Linked DNA regions of Mus musculus: all the other regions are linked to region 1. A link is a contact called in public Hi-C data. All regions are on one chromosome and are shown on one strand. Each heading gives the region's core, a stretch centred on a gene start, on an enhancer-like site or on the middle of the called end of the contact. The rest is flanking DNA. Distances are from core to core; before and after follow the strand shown. Region 1 has its middle 2.7 kb from the start of Gm20098. Region 2 has its middle 34 kb from the start of Gm19585. Region 3 has its middle 23 kb from the start of Gm41600.

The links. A called contact is a pair of places that touch in the nucleus more often than the background predicts.
Region 2: a Hi-C map of double positive thymocytes shows a contact between it and region 1, with 8 times the contacts expected there. The contact joins two enhancer-like sites. A contact is called at or near these places in 1 of 15 datasets of contacts at CTCF or cohesin (large pre-B cells), 8 of 484 Hi-C or Micro-C datasets (CD4 T cells, CD8 T cells, double positive thymocytes and 2 more) and 1 of 115 datasets of contacts at active chromatin or transcription factors (Th2 cells).
Region 3: a contact with region 1 is called in a Hi-C map of double positive thymocytes, with 4 times the contacts expected there. The contact joins two enhancer-like sites. A contact is called at or near these places in 2 of 484 Hi-C or Micro-C datasets (both in double positive thymocytes) and 2 of 115 datasets of contacts at active chromatin or transcription factors (double positive thymocytes and thymocytes).

Annotation. Positions count from the first base shown.
Region 1 is chr17:51,878,374-51,881,598 of GRCm38.p6, forward strand. No RefSeq gene overlaps it. Among named protein-coding and RNA genes, the nearest start is that of Gm20098, 2.7 kb to the right of the region's middle. Within about 2 kb of position 1,473, at least 35 of the 459 cell types and tissues checked have an H3K27ac peak or open chromatin away from gene starts, as enhancers often do. A contact at or near this core is called in CD8 T cells, Th2 cells, double positive thymocytes and 1 more, where this site is marked.
Region 2 is chr17:52,181,578-52,184,473 of GRCm38.p6, forward strand. No RefSeq gene overlaps it. Among named protein-coding and RNA genes, the nearest start is that of Gm19585, 34 kb to the left of the region's middle. Within about 2 kb of position 1,349, at least 20 of the 459 cell types and tissues checked have an H3K27ac peak or open chromatin away from gene starts, as enhancers often do. A contact at or near this core is called in CD8 T cells, Th2 cells, double positive thymocytes and 1 more, where this site is marked.
Region 3 is chr17:52,280,382-52,283,582 of GRCm38.p6, forward strand. No RefSeq gene overlaps it. Among named protein-coding and RNA genes, the nearest start is that of Gm41600, 23 kb to the right of the region's middle. Within about 2 kb of position 1,735, at least 9 of the 459 cell types and tissues checked have an H3K27ac peak or open chromatin away from gene starts, as enhancers often do. A contact at or near this core is called in double positive thymocytes, where this site is marked.

The sequences.
Region 1 (3,225 bases), core at 223-2,722:
CTTCCCCACGGTGATATCTTTCTCAGTCCTGAGTTTTATTGTCTGTATTTTGTTTTGTGTGCTGCAACAAGATCTCCTTGTGTATCCCAGACTGGCCCAGAACTCACTATGTAGCTCAATTTCACCTTGAAATCAAGGTGAAGCTAGAAATATAAACCTCTGCCTCCCAAGTAATAAGATTATAGACAGATGTTTGGCCCTGTAGTTTTTTGTTTTTGTTTTTTTTTTCCTTGACCAACAACACCGAGAACAGGAACAAGTCTGGGTTATACCTATCCTAAGCTCTTAATGTCCTCAAGCAATATCTTTAAAAGTTCAGAATTCAGTTTCGGCCCTCATGTTTGTTTTCGTTGCTTGTCACTTCACAATGCCTTTTAAAGATGTCTTTGAGCCGGGCGTGGTGGCGCACGCCTTTAATCCCAGCACTCGGGAGGCAGAGGCAGGAAGATTTCTGAGTTCAAGGCCAGCCTGGTTTACAAAGTGAGTTCCAGGACAGCCAGAGCTACACAGACAGAGAAACCCTGTCTCGAAAAAAACAACAAAAGAAAGCAAAAAAGATGTCTTTGTCTGCCTTTTAGAGATCCTTGATTTTTGAGAGCTTGGGTACACGAGAACCCTTGCATAGTAGCAGTCCTTAATAAACAAATTTATGTTTCTTCCCTACAGTCCCCTCAGCTCTGCTCGGGTGGTGGCTTTCTTTGCCTTGGTTAAACATTTGGGCAGGTTCATGCATTCTTCCTGTCCTCCCTGCTAGGGAACTGAAAGGTCCCTGGCCATTACAGCCAGGGTCTCCAATCTGGAGGCTATAAAGCCCCATTTAAAGCTCCAAACTCTATATACTTTTCCTTCTTCCCCCATCTTGCCAATGGCTGTTTGTGAGGCCCAGAGGACAGAGGGGAGAGGCAGAGGGACGCAAGAAGCCTGTTAGTCTGGTACTGGATTAAGACGGTGTAGTCCTTGCAAGGGCAGACTGTCAACCTGACACTTTCTCTGCTGACACTGTGGAGGGTTGTTGAAAGTTTCCTCTTCTGGGTCTCTCAAGAGCCTCTTTTGATGTGGTGGCATCTGGCAGAGGTGTAGCTGCCTCCCACCTAGCCTCTCTCTGCCTGGGTCTCTGGTTATCTGGCCTACAGGCTCTCTTGGGAAGAATATTTCCCTACTCCTATCTGACTCCATTCTTCCTTCCTGTAACAACACCCCCTGCCTTCCTGCCCCCCAAACTCCCTCTGTTAAAGAAATTTGCAGTCATTATCTAGGCTCTCAATGGCCCTCTCATCACACAGCCTGAGGTTCGGCAGTCCAGCTACCAGCCACATGTGTGCCCAGCTCCTTGGTCAGAGGCTCAACAGTAGCCACTGGCTCCTCCTTAGATCCTTGCAGCAGGTTTGGAGAAGGTGGTAGAGTTTTCTGCACAGCCTTGGGTGGATTCAAGGGTAGTTCCATTTCAATTCGTTCTCCCCACACAGCTAGCTGTCTTTGAACTTCAAATCTGACACACCTATATACCCCAGATGGGCTAGGGTTTCCAGTAAATATATCATCAACCTCACCGTGGACTTTTGTAAATTTCCATATGCCTCTTTTGTCCCGAAAAAGACTCTAATGTGGTAAGCCACCTGAAACTACCGATTTAGTATTTTGATAGACCTGATTATATCAGGCTAAGTTGTGCTGGGTGTGAACTGAATAGACATGGTTAATGTGGGACTTTTTATAATTGAGTTTGGGAATGTAAAAAAAAAAAAAAAAAAAAGGTGACGGCTAGGTAAGGTCCCAGAAATGAAGTTTTTAGTTTAAGAGTTCTGTGATTTTTTTTTTTTTTTCCGCTCAGCAAAATAAGCAGGTCATTACATGTTTGAAAAGATGCTGGGTTAAATATGAGGAGAAACTAATGTTTTGTTGTCCTATGTCTCTGTGTGTCTCTCTGTTCCTCCCCCCCACACACACTGTCTGTTGTGCGTTTCTAATGAAGTAGTAGCATTGTCTGCTCCAAGAGCTGTGTGATTTCCTTTGATAACTGTTAAGACGCCAGAGGTTCTCATTGTTTGATCGTCTTTGATCTCCACAGCTATACTCTTTCTTTTTTTTCCTTTAGCATTGTAGCAGCCTTAAACTTTTTTACATGCCTGTGAACACCAATAGTTAGTACTGCCTTCACGGAGGTACGTCGTGTGGCAATGTTTACACAAGAAAACCATTCGTAAATCCCCATTCTTGCCCTTTTTCTCGGGGGATCACTTTCTTCGAAGGGAATGGATCATCCCCAGTTGCTGCAGCCCACATGCTTCTTAAAAAAGGAACAGGGGTTTTAAGCGTTTGGATCACTTCGTGGTCTTAAAAGTTGTGGCAGAAAGAGCAGCAGTGTTAGAAAAGGTGCAGGGTGATTTTTACAGGGGTAGGGAGGTGTCTAGTACATACAGCACTATGGAAGTGTAAGCCGAATAAACCCTTTCCTCCCCAACTTGCTTCTTGGTCATGATGTTGCACAGGAATAGAAACCCTGACTAAGACCTCCTTCCATAGGTGAGCTCAAAGTCAAAAACTAAAAAAAATCTAATATTTTATAGGTTCTTTCCAGTATTGTTCTGAAAACAAAACAGTTGATGGTTCTTTAGATGGATCAAGGATTCCCAATGAGGGGTACGCAAATTCCACACTCAGGGGTGCACTATCCACTGTGAGGCTGGACGGCCGCAGTGTGTGTGCTGTGGCTCCTTCCTGCCTTCGGTCACAGCGCACTGCTTTAGAATGAACAAAGAGGGAAGGAAACGCAGGCTGTAATGGTAATGGGCTCCCTTTGTCTCCAAGAGAGGCTGAACTTGACCTTCGAAGGCACAGAGGTCCAACGCACACTTTTAAAAGTAATATTTAAATTTTAATAGAGACAGTGATAACCAGACTCTCAAAACCAAAAGACTGGTCTTTTAAAGTAACTGATTAGCAAAGAACAAAAACTTTAAGAAGAAAGTCTACAACTAGAAATGAAAGTCTTGTCCTCATCCCTCCATCCCAAGGAGGCCAGCTGCCTGCTTTTACATATCCCCACAGAGTTTACACTCATGATCTGCTTACAAGTTCATGGCAAGTCTGGTCTGAAGGATGTGATGCTACAAGCTGGATTTGAAAAGTTAGTTATTTATTGTGTGTGCATGTACACACAAAGCACACATGTGAATGTCAGAGGAAAACTTGTGGGAGTTGATTCTCACCTTCCACCTTGGTGAT
Region 2 (2,896 bases), core at 99-2,598, 300 kb after region 1:
TGTGAAAGTCTCAGAGATTGCTTGTCAAGAAAGTCTTTTGGAGGGCTTTCCATGGTGCAATATTTAATATTTAGAATTAAAGCCTGGGGAAGGAAATATTATTGTTGAGTAGGAAAAATAAATTTAAAGTTGAAATTGTCCTTAAATGCACCATTTACTTTTTGAGAATCCATGCCACCTAGTACTTCACAGCTCAACCTCTTCTGTGAGTATGTTGGAGGTAACCTTCCTGAAGGAAGAGGCCATATGTTATGCCCATTGTGATGTTTAGGGTTTAGATTTGTTCCCATGGTCCTTCAGTTTTCTTTAGGATGCATCTCTCAGCAGGTGTGCCCACTGAGGAGTCTGAAAAACGATCTGACTTTGAACAGCTGCTTGCTTGACTAGAGCCAAGTTTTCTTGATTTATTCTGAGTCTGCTCCATTCTTGGGCTGCTAGTCTCTACTATGCCCAATCCACACACCCCTTGCCTCTCTCATATGTGATTCCTTTTTGAAATTCAAATGTAGGAGACTCACTCAGTTATATTGTTCTCATGATCTGTTTTACAATCTTGTCTCTCAGTCTTTTTGGTTAGTCCTTAAAGCCACACTTGGGCATTATCCCTCTCTACAAGCCTACTTCAGACAAAGTTAATTATTCCTCCATCTGAGGGACATTATCACCTCATTCATATTTGTTGTGCTTTTTGGAGGAGACTGCCTCATTGTTAAATATCCATTTGCCAACATACAAGATATCATGATATTCCATTGTTTCTATTACTTAGTTGAGGAGCTGCCATGGGGTAGAGATCTTGGGCAAGTGCAAAATTGAATGGCTGAGTAAACGAAAGCAAAGTTATCTGGTTCTTGAGGGATTGAACACAAAGCTTAGATCCTCTGGTTACCTTATTACCATAGACATTTAAAATATTCAATACACTTTGCTTCCAGGCCTATAAAAATTTCTGTTTGTCATCTCCCACAGAGTTGACTCTTGGGCTATGACTAATTACATGTGAATATTAGTAGATAGAAAAAAATCAAATTTTTAATTGGATGGATTCCAATCATAGCCACAAATATTTTACAACCATAGACTAAGTGTATTTATGTGAATGTGATACGTAAATTTGTATGAACCTATATATGCTATAATTTAGTATAAGTAAACCATCAAATACACTCAAGTTCTTCCTTCGAAGGAGTCACTTGAATGCAAACTCAACTCTAACCAGGAAACCAAAAGCATTTAGAGGGCAGTGCTTAGTCAGCCTGGACCAACTTGTTCTACCTGTTAGGGACAGAGTCCTGATGAAGTCCCCATGTTCAGGGAGTTGTTTCTGGAGTAGCAAGAAGCATTCTGTGTCTCCCCCTGCTGGTTGATGGAATGACTAAAGGGAGCAACCCCTTAGGACTCCTCACGGTCATGACCTTACAGCCTGTGCCATCTGGTCATTGGCTTCTGTGAACTTTTAATGAGGAAAGTTGATGTCGAGTTCACATCAGGTTATTTCCTCTCATCCCCAGCTTGCAAACTCTGCTTAATTAGCATTCTGCATTTCTTAACAATTCTAACTTCACATCCCACTGAAATAAAGCATTAGGAAACCCTCTCCTTGCATATTTTAATTCCAGGCTATCACTACATTTTGATTAGATTAAAATTGTTTTTAAAAGCCTGTGTTTGAAAATAATCTGCAGGGTTACCGCAAAGGATATTGCTTCCTCTAGTCAACCAGCCACCAAGAGACACGAAGAAAGAAAAGTATAACGCCAAGTAAGGTGATTCCACAAGATATTTGGAAGAGGAAAGAATTATCTACAATTTGTTTGTATTATCTCATTAACTGTACTTGGTAATTATATATCAAAAGAATTTGAAAAAGGTTTTTGTTGTGAGTATTTTAGTTTACAAAGAAGGCATTGCATAATAAATGGCTTACAAAGCAGAAAAGGTTCTCACCAAATGGTGACAGTTAAAATTAGAAACCAAAGTGGTACCATTATCAGCTATGAAGTGAAGACATCAGAGCAGAGAGTAGAAAGACAGAGAGACAGAGAGAGAGAGAGAGAGAGAGAGAGAGGGAGGGAGAGGGAGAGGGAGAAAGAGAGACAGAGACAGAGACAGAGACAGAGAGAGGCTGAAAGACAGGAAATGAGACAGAGATAGAGGAGGATCTCCATAAGCTAAATGTGCTCAGTCCTAAGTAATAAATGCTTCCATCAGAGGCTTTAGAGAAGAAGGTGGACAGTTTAGACTCATTCTGTGCCATTCTAATTGCTGAACTGGGAAGATAGCACATGAGACAAACACAGAGATGTAGGTGAGTTGGGAGATGACCAAGGTGAGAGAAAACTGGACTGGATTAGTAACAGTAAAAGCACTAAGATGTGATTGTAGATATTTGAAAACATGGTGTACATTTGCTTGTTGATTACATGCATGGTAGAAAGAAGGAGAAAAACCAAGTCCATGTACAGGATGTGGCACCTTAGCAAACACTTGGGTAGAGAGAGCTGGGAGGGGCAGAATTAATTTTAAATTTAAATATAGTATTTTGATTAATTCTTTCAAAGATTTATGCATGCACATAATATATTTTAATCAGCCCTACCCCTGACCACTCTCCTCCCCCTAACTTCATTCTTCTGTTTTTTGCTGTTATTATTTGTCATAAGCCTCAGAATACAGTTCATGCTGCCTGTATTTGCACAGATATGGGACCACCCACTGGAATGTGGTATTGACTGACCAGCATCTATAGCCTAGAAGAAAATTGACTCTTGACTCCTAGCAACTATCACCTGTTAATATCTCCACAGCAGAGGCTGGGGACTCATATCCTCTGACCTACCCCTATCTTGGGATGCTGCCTAGCTTGATCTTGTGCAGATCTTGCTGAGGTGACCAC
Region 3 (3,201 bases), core at 485-2,984, 400 kb after region 1:
AATCATACAGATTTTTTTAGTAGGATACCACACATCAACAACTCATTTTTAGAATGATGTTGACACTATTCTATCTTTCCCAGAAAATTAAGGTTTTTTAATCTGATACACTTGGCAGCATGGTGAACTCTGCTTGCCAATAGTAACATCGAGGTATTCAAGGTCTTATAGCTAGTGAGTGCAAAGCCAAAAACTCTAAAAGAAGTCCGTCTTTCTTGAAAGATACCCTCATAATAACCACACTCTGCATACCCTAAGTTGGTCAGCAACCCCTTGTAACATAGCAAGTACACGCACACATGTGAGCAATATACTTTTCCCTCTGAAAAATATCAAAGAGTAATTTCTGGGGATATCTCCAAACCTATGCTGTCTTATAAGCAACTAAGTCCCATGCAACTATGTAAACTAATTTATCAAAACTAAGTAGCATTGAAAGTCACATGTCCAGTGGCTGAACTGATGAGTGGCTATGCATATTAAACAACTCAGATAGAGAACATTTCTGCTATTGCAGAATGTTCTGTGGGGATGTGCAATGCTTCAGCTTCCAGCCGATATTCTACACAAGGCTGGTGAGATCTCAAGCAGTATGCTCACTCAGTTCAGATTCCACTATTTAAATATAACACCTTCTTCCTTAAGCCATATCTGCTTTAGCTCAGATACAGTAGGGACTAACCCCACATACTTTCATTGACTTAGCATTTTTCTGGAGTATCTATTATTTGATTGGCATTCTGCAGAAGGATCAGGATAATAAATTCAGAGCTTTCCATATGAGTAGATCATAGACAAATGCTAGAGATACAGAAAGTGATAATATCTTTAGCATGCAGAAAGGGTAGCAACACAAGCCATTGCTGTGGGAGTAGGAGTGTCAAGAAATAGTGGCCAGTGCTACCATGCTGTTTCACCTGGTTAGTACTCTATTCTGAATAGTCCAACTGAACCAATCTGTAAGAAATTACCCCATGGGAGTTCCCCTGACAGTTGGCAATTTAGTTGCTGTCCTTGGACTTAACTCTTCTCTTTTACCCCTCCCCACTTTACAGTGTAAGATACCTTCTTGTAATCTGCCCCAGAGACGTGGAAAGTCAAATACAGACTTAGATTGGACTAGCCTCCCACTTGTCCCCAATAAATCATTTGAAATTAAGAGCACTTCCATTTGGAGTGGAGTAACGTGGGAATGCTGGAGGGCAAATGCCAGGCTGCATGGGGAAATGGAAGCCCTGGCCTACAGGCAAGGATGGAGTGTCACACTGTTCTGCATTAAGATGCCACTTTTGTTAGGAGGAGATTAAGCAATCTTTAGCCAGAGTCTACGTGTGTTGGCTTGTGGCTTTAAATAAATAATTTCTAGCTCAACATTTTCAGTCTCTCTTGTCTAGTTAGAGTTGCAAAGGGGAAAATCAAATGGCAGTGTTGTACCATCGAATTACCCCAAGGAATGATCTTAATATTTGACTTGCAAACTCTGATTAATACTGCATAGGTAATGCTTTTTATAGAAGGCACGGGTAGTGATCCACATGTTGTTTGGGGAAAGTGGAAGACAATTACACAGACAAGGAATCTGGAGTTCATCCTAGGGAATCGAAGAGCTGCACAGTGGATACCTGAGCATTCTCAAAGCCTTCTCTTGGGAGGAGGGAGCCACCAGCAGCATGGAGAAGAAGAATGATACCATTGTTTGGGGAAGGCTGTCAGGTGGGAGTATTTCCTCCATCACATCATGGTGTCTGCTTAGACTCAGGCACCAACTCTGAGGCTCATTTGCATATAAAGCATCTGGAATAAGCAAAACTAATTTGAATCTTCTTTTATAAAATGTTAGCTGGATTAAAGGATCAGGTAGCTGGTTCCTTTACAAGATTCACTGGAGGGAAGTCAGATAGAGAATGAGATAAAATCATTAGGCTGGTCCCACACTGGAAACAGTTCCCATGTAAATCCCGTCTCTAAAAAGTGTATGGGTGGGGGAGTTGCAGCTCTGTTTCATTCCCTCTAAACTCGGTGAGTTTCACAGCCCTGCACCCTTTAACTGCAGGCACACCTGCAACACTCTTATCTTACCCAAATTTCTTTGTTCTTCTGTTCTTCAGCATTACCACAAGATGTGGGAAGCCCTATAAGATGCCCTACTTTAAACACCTGTCTCTGTCACTGCCACAGTTTCTACTGGAGACCCAGAGGTAGCTTCTTGTACATCCGTATCATGATGTTGAAAAGAACTTCAGGCTGTGATAGCCATGGCATTGTTCATGTATGCAAGAGACAAGTCACTTCCAAGTTAGTCTTCAAAAATTCATAACGAGCTACAAATGCACAGCTGGGAGAAATCACAAGACTCTGTAATGAATTCCAATTCCTTCATTTAAGAGGAAAGGACACTAAAAGCGAAGGAGGTGGAGACTTCTGCAGGCATGAAATTAAAGACTGAGCCCGGCCAAGAATACAAACCTTCTTTTGTCTGGCTCATACTCTGCACTTTAGAATGGCATCTCAGTCCATTTATTTAACTTATTGACTTATTCAACAAGTCAATGCTGAGAAGCCACGAGAATCTCTGCATTCAAGCTCCAAGGGAAGACAAAGATGATGAGTTCACAGTTATTTTTTCCAAAGAGTTTATAACCAAATAAAAGAAATCACAATATGAATAGAAAAACAAGAGAAATAAAAATATGATGGGTGAGTCTGCAGTGATGGCCCAGAAGTGCCCAAGACTCAATGCTGGACTGTCTATAAGCCCAACTCCAAGGGATGCGACACTTCCTTCTAGCCTCTTGGTACCTGTATGCACATGTGCACACTCTGACATAAAACACGACTCATAATGGAAAATAAATCTTTAAAATAATGTTAGTAGCCAGAAGTAGAAGATGGACAGAGCTCTGGGGCTTATAGGACATTTTATAAAAATGAAGTAGGCTCTTAATTAGGATGCTCAGTGATTTTTAAGTACTGTTTGTGCTCATCAGACCATGCCTTTCAGAACTAAATGAATCCACTGGCCTTCCGTGGTAGGTGGTGATGTGTTTTCACCCAAGGCCTTGCTCCAACTGTCTGTACCACTGAAGGATAGTGCATAGAGATTTGGTGATTTTTTCTATTTCTTTCCACCCCTGTCACTGGTTAAATTTCCAAGATCTTCATGACCATTTTGCTAATACCACCCAAGAAGCTGAGTGTCTG